Regions from separate parts of the Zea mays genome. Here region 1 is linked to region 2. Evidence: chromatin contacts called from public Hi-C data. All regions are on one chromosome and are shown on one strand. The core of a region is the stretch at or near the end of the contact, and the rest is flanking DNA. Distances in the headings are between cores, read along the strand shown. Region 1 holds the start of LOC100193698. Region 2 holds the start of LOC100280571.

The links. A called contact is a pair of places that touch in the nucleus more often than the background predicts.
Region 1: a contact with region 2 is called in a Hi-C map of leaf, with 3 times the contacts expected there. The contact joins the promoter of LOC100193698 here to the promoter of LOC100280571 in region 2. A contact is called at or near these places in 4 of 25 Hi-C or Micro-C datasets (ear, endosperm and leaf) and 1 of 3 datasets of contacts at active chromatin or transcription factors (leaf).

What each region holds. Positions count from the first base shown.
Region 1 is chr3:218,315,427-218,318,504 of Zm-B73-REFERENCE-NAM-5.0, forward strand. It overlaps LOC100193698, which reads left to right and starts at 1,448. Exons shown (of 4, transcript NM_001352264.1): 1 at 1,448-1,588; 2 at 1,759-1,822. LOC111591142 (a long non-coding RNA gene) reads right to left here. Exons shown (of 2, transcript XR_002750323.1): 2 at 2,988-3,078.
Region 2 is chr3:218,062,747-218,065,686 of Zm-B73-REFERENCE-NAM-5.0, forward strand. It overlaps LOC100280571, which reads left to right and starts at 1,565. Exons shown (of 5, transcript NM_001153490.1): 1 at 1,565-1,693; 2 at 1,823-1,912. The coding sequence starts at 1,843.

The sequences.
Region 1 (3,078 bases), core at 198-2,697, 250 kb after region 2:
GACCACGAGTCAGTAGACAGATAAGTGTCGGGTTTGTCGATCACAAGTATATTAAGAGATCACCATACCTATATGATGACAACCCCCCCCCCCCCCTCGCGTCCTACCGAGGGGTCGGGAGAGACGGAGGCAGACGAAAGGGCCATCCAGACTAGTATAACTCTTAAAACTTTACTCTTGCGCCGAGGCTAGTATAACTCTTGCGTGCAGTAAGCACGCGCCATCCAGACCTAAAACACACATATACAATTTTACTCGCCAGTGATAATTAGAAACACCGACTGTCCTGATCTATTAATTTGTGCGTCTACAACAACCTTCAAGTGGTGAACACTAACTAGGCTCTTCTTTGTCTTAGAAATCCTAGTAATTTACTGGATCTAATTTTTAGTATATTTTGGATTGTGAAATCGATTAAATTTGTGCATCTCGCAACTCCGAGGCAGATAGTGCCGCGCTACAAACGACAATATCACACCGTTGCTAACATAACTCTTAAAAGATGTTTCGGTGATCAGGGAAATGGGAAGGGGATTCATATGGGGAGGAATCCCCTCGCTATTCAACCCATGGATCCCCTATATTTTCTTGGTCACCAAACCAGCCATTTGAAAACCTCATTTTTCTAAGTGATTTTCATTTTTTTCCCAAAAAAATTAGTCCATTTTTCTTTGGAAAAATAGGAATCTCTTGAAAAAATAGAGTTCAAAACTAGACCTAAGTGTTGTTTTAACGTGTCTATAAGTCCATTCACTCCTTTTCAGACATACCCGATCCTTACATATCTCAATCTAGCTAATAGTATCTAGTCGATCAAAAAAACGCTTTAATTCTACCATCTACGTCTGTCCACATGTTCTATTAACAACACATATTTGACTGTAGAAAAGAGAAGACATTATAGATATAAAACAACTCATGTATATATATTTTTACTGGTGCATCCAAATAACATACGGCTAATAGATAGTCACATAACAGTTATATAACCAACATTAGCTGTAATAGGTATCCAAATAATATTAGCTGTGAGCTACTAGTATTAGCCAGCTAACTACTGTTGTTGTAGATCCAAACCTGGAACATGGGCACACAACATCCCTGGCTCACTAGCTTTAAGGCGGGAACACCAACGACAGAGCCCCCGACGCGTCAGCGCACGGACGAGACAAAAACGCCGGCCGCGCTGCCCAGCTGGCTCCCACGGCTCGCCAGCTCGGACCACGCCCTCGCGGGGCCCGCGTGGCAGCCGCTGCACTGTGGCCGCCGTACCTCGCGCCGTCGCGCTCGCAGGGGCGGGACGCGGGAGCGGTGTTTCGATTCGGTGGCGTTCTCGTAATAAGGTACGCGAAACGGAGGGCTTTCTAGGCGTCGGGGTAGATGCTGCAGTGCAGTGCAGTGCGGTGCAGAGGCTCCAAAAAGGACGAGACCATGGTTGCTGGCTCGCTCGCTCGCTCGAGGGTCGAGTGCGTTTCTAACGCTGCCCACACCACACACCACACACCAGCCTAGTCGAGAAGAAAGAAACCTCCGGTCTCTGGGTCAGGTTCTCGCCGAGCACGCGATTTCACCCGTCCTTTCGGTTCAGGTAACCTCCTCCCGCGTCTTGGTCTGGATTCTGATTCCCACCTGCTGCTGTTATTGGCTTCTGTTCCCCCGAGTTTGTTTGATCTGATAGGTTGCTGTGTGCTCGCTGCGACCGGTTTGCGATCTCTGACCATGCTTTGCTTTCGTTTTCTTTTCTTTTCATCTCGTCAGATCTTGTTTCGGATTCGACAGGCGAGGGTGGGAGTTATAGAGGAGAGCCGGACATTTCGGCGCGGTATGTCTCTTGGCTCTCTCAGTTTTTATCTGGTGTTTCTTGTTTCCGCGATTACGTGGGCTGCGCTAGTCAAGAACTTCTGTAGGAATCTTGGATGGATCGGTTGTGGCCTGCAGGTTCTGAGGTGGCAGCTGACATGGATCGCTGCAGAAGATTAAGATTACACCAGAACCATATATTTCTCCGTTCCAAGTCTTAGCCTTCGTTGCATCTTCCGTGTTCTTCTTCTTCTTCCTGTCTAGATGTGTGATTAGCCGTCAGCCCGTTAGTCGTTAACTTTTTTGTTCATGCATTATTATTATTTTTGAATATTCCTTGGCTACCTGGGACCCGCATGTTTCTTATCACTGGCTGATGATTTCATATAAGACAAAATACTTCGCGCTGGTCCTGGTCGTCGTTCCCCAATCAGCTCGCATATGAGTACGTAACTGGTTTATGCAACGAACAATACTGGGCTCACGCTCAAAACGGCCCCATATGGCATTTCAAATAGGGTTTTTTAATTTGATGCCCTTAGTTTTGGTGGTGTGCTCATCTATACCCTTAGTCGTGTTTTTTGCTCGGATGTGCCAATATGCATCTGAACTTGTCATTTTTTTACAACAACTTGCGCAGTTATGCTGCCCAAGAGCAAGAGGGTGGGCGACGACGAGAATGGTAGATGGAAATGGATGAAGTGTTTATAATGTACTCATCCAGATTGCAATTTAGCTCAGTCAGACTCTGGTTTTGAGATGGCCTTGCAGTTGTAGGCATAGAAGATGAACACGTCCATGCTTCTCAGAGGCTGCAATATCTGTATGCGTACATTATAAACGTCTCTATATATCCATCTGCTTATTTGGTAGTGCTGTCCATGCTAACACAAGACAGCAGATATATGCCACTATATGCTAGTGCAATGAACTCCCAAAGTGTCTTTCAAAAGTAACCAGTTTATCATCTGGGAAAGAGTACCTTAGCCTTAATATATACTGTTAATGGTAATGATGCGGTGGTTCATAGAATTTTCTTTTCTTCTGTCAAGCACGATTTGCCAAGATCCAGAATGCAAAATGCAATTCCCTTTTTTTTAATCTTCCTACCTTCCAGGACACCAACCATGGCACCTGAATACTGTTTACACATGATTAAAGAAAAATATCCTAAAAATCCAACGGTGTACTTGACGTTTTGTAAATTCCGCTGCGTTACTATCCATGCTACATATCGCTGCATACAAATTAAAAAGAACATGGTGTAATGTAACAACA
Region 2 (2,940 bases), core at 315-2,814:
TACGACCGAAGCGTCTGCTCTCGAACTCGACCAGGTCCCGCCAGTGCCGGTCCTGGCATTTTAGAGGCCCAGGACAAGACTTATAAAGGAGGCCCTTTATAATAATTATTATTACACAAAAATATAGTGTGTATATATATATATATATTGTCTACAACTGTGCGAGAAATAGAGATGAAACGTCAAACGTCGTTGTCTCGTTATACGCTGAGAGCTAGGTGGTTGAGCCTGAGACTATGAAGTACTACTACTAGAATATAGAAATCAAGATTGATAGGCTATGCCTAATTATCATTGCTTGTTGCTGTCGTGTTGTTGACTTATAATTAGGCATTTAAAAATTTTATAAAGCTAACAGACAAACCTATACAATATATATATATACTGTTATTTAGTACAATGGTGTGAGGCCCCACTAATTTGGGGGCCCCGGTCGGGGGCACTGCTCGACCCTGCTAGGGCCAGCGCTGGGTCCCACCGCTATAAATCATCAAATCGTCCGGTGCCACCCTCTAGGTGCTCTCAATGACACCGATCCTATATTTATAGTGGTGAAGTAAAAGTTCATATGAAATTACAAGTATGTCCAAGCCCTATTTATATGATCTATGAATTTTGTAGGGTAAAGTTGTCCTTTCTCCTTTCTATCGAGCCGGTCTATATTAAGGATTCTTCTTTTTCTCATCTGTTTCGTGCATCGATGCCACTGATCTGAGCTCTTTCCTTCAATCACTTTCTTGTATCAGCCCTTCGGAGCTGAAGCTCTTCTGCTTCGCCTCCGCTTTTGGTACGCTAGTTTGGACAAAGTCTAGCTTCACCATTCTTTGGTAGTACCTGAAACATAATAAAACACTTCGAGGACCTTCAACAATAGAGGCTCTTCAACAAATACTATTTTAGAGAAGTTAGATTTAAGGATAATAGAAGAGAGAAGACAGTTTAACTGAATGCTATAATAACAAAAAAAAAACTCCTCAAATTATACATGCATCGTTCATATGGTGTTATCATTCTGTGTACAATCAAATTCAAAGATGCCAACGTTTTCGTTGACCTTTCCCTTGGTAGCTACACTTCTCAGACTCCTTTCACGCCCCGGAACTCGAGAACCTTCCTAGAAGCGAGCAAGCAGCAGCTGTGTTCCACGGCGGCAATTGGTTTCCCACGCCAGAATTGGATTCCGCCGTCCGGCCACTGACAGATAGGCCACGAGGAATCAATCAGCCTGTCCCAATCAGAGGAATCTGTGGGCGAGCGCAGAGCGGAGCTTCTGGCTGGTGAGTGGATCAGGGACAGTCCGGCGTCAACCTTGCACGTCGGCTACACGCCTACTCCGCCAATTTTTTTTTTATTTTGTTATGAGAGGCGAAAATCGAAGAGAATAATTCTCTGCGACGAGTAGCTAGTGGATAGCAATTGATGCCGGGCGCTTTCATAGTCAGCCATGGTAATGGTATCGCATCGTAGCCACTAAAGTAAGGGAGGGCCCCAGGAAAGAAGCGCTGGTTCGATGAAGCTGCATAAATAAAGCCAGCACGCAAACCAGCAGCGTTCAGAGGAAACCCATTTACGTATATGCCCTTGTCCCGGTTCCTTTCCCCATCCCCAACTCCATTATTTGCTTGATCCTTGAGAAGAGAGAGGAAGACGAGAGCTAGAAGCGAAGGAGAAAAGCAGTTCTTCAGCTAGGCAGGTATGTTTCTCTCCTTTTTTTTTATTTTCGCCCCAAAGAAATAGGAGGGGCGTCTCTGATATGCCCTGAGCTTAGCTTTTCATGGCAAAACCTGATTGCTTGTTTCTTGTTTCTTTTTACTGGAAACAGGAGGGCACAGGAAGGAGGAGATGGCGTCAAAGAGGATTCAGAAGGAGCTCAAGGATCTGCAGAAGGACCCTCCCACCTCGTGCAGTGCAGGTCCTACTGCTTTCTTTCTTCCCTACTCTTATGTTGTTGTTGTTTCTTTCTTCCCTCCTTTTGGTATATAGAGCTGAACCAACAAGTTTCTATGCAAGCCAACCTGAATAACCCTTGTGTTAGTTCAGTGCTTGAGGGGTGGGGCAGATATGAGATGTTACGACGTTGTTACATGGAAATGAATTGGTTCCGTTCTCACTTTTTAGGTAGTACTACAGATGGTCGTTGACGACGTGCAGGGGGTTTGGCTCTTACTGTGTTGTGCATATCGTTTTATGATTTTACCTTTCTCTCTAATGAAAGGATTAATTAGCAACTTTTAGATTTGCACTATGTCAAATGCTTAGTTTTTCCTACCAAAAATGGGAAGATGAGGGTGGCATGTCAGTTTTTTTTTCCTCTCCATTCAGTAACTGGTGTAACGAGTAGTTAGCAACATAAACACAAACATTGACGGGATACTGAGAAACAGCTAGCATGTAGGATTCGTCACTCGTCCTTTTCATGCTTGCTATTAATGTGAAGTGTTGTTGCATAGCTAGAACAAGTTGTTCAGAAAGAATATAAAAAATTACTCTTAACACAAATGTCATGGGGAATAATCATTGGAACACATCAAGTTACATGAATGAACTGTTTTCTAGTTCGATCAACACATCAAGTTACATGAATTAATTAATTTTCTAGTTCGACGCGTCATTAATGTGAGGTAGAACAATGACAGAACAGCCTTCACTGAGAAAAAGATTAACATGTTTTATTTATGGATGAAACCTTTTGTTTTCATTGTCCTCAATGTTCATGTTTAAACTAGTTTAACACATGCTGTTTTCTGTATGTGGCGTGTCAGTCTTTTTTTTTGAAAAAAACTGACACGTCAGTCATCAGTATTTTTTTCACAAAGGTATGCTGTGTTAGTATATCAATTTCTGGAACCTTTTAGTTCTATTTAGCTGCTCTGCCGATCCGAAAATGTATCCTTGTTGCTTTCAGTTGATGTACAAACATTTCAATTCATAACTTGATGC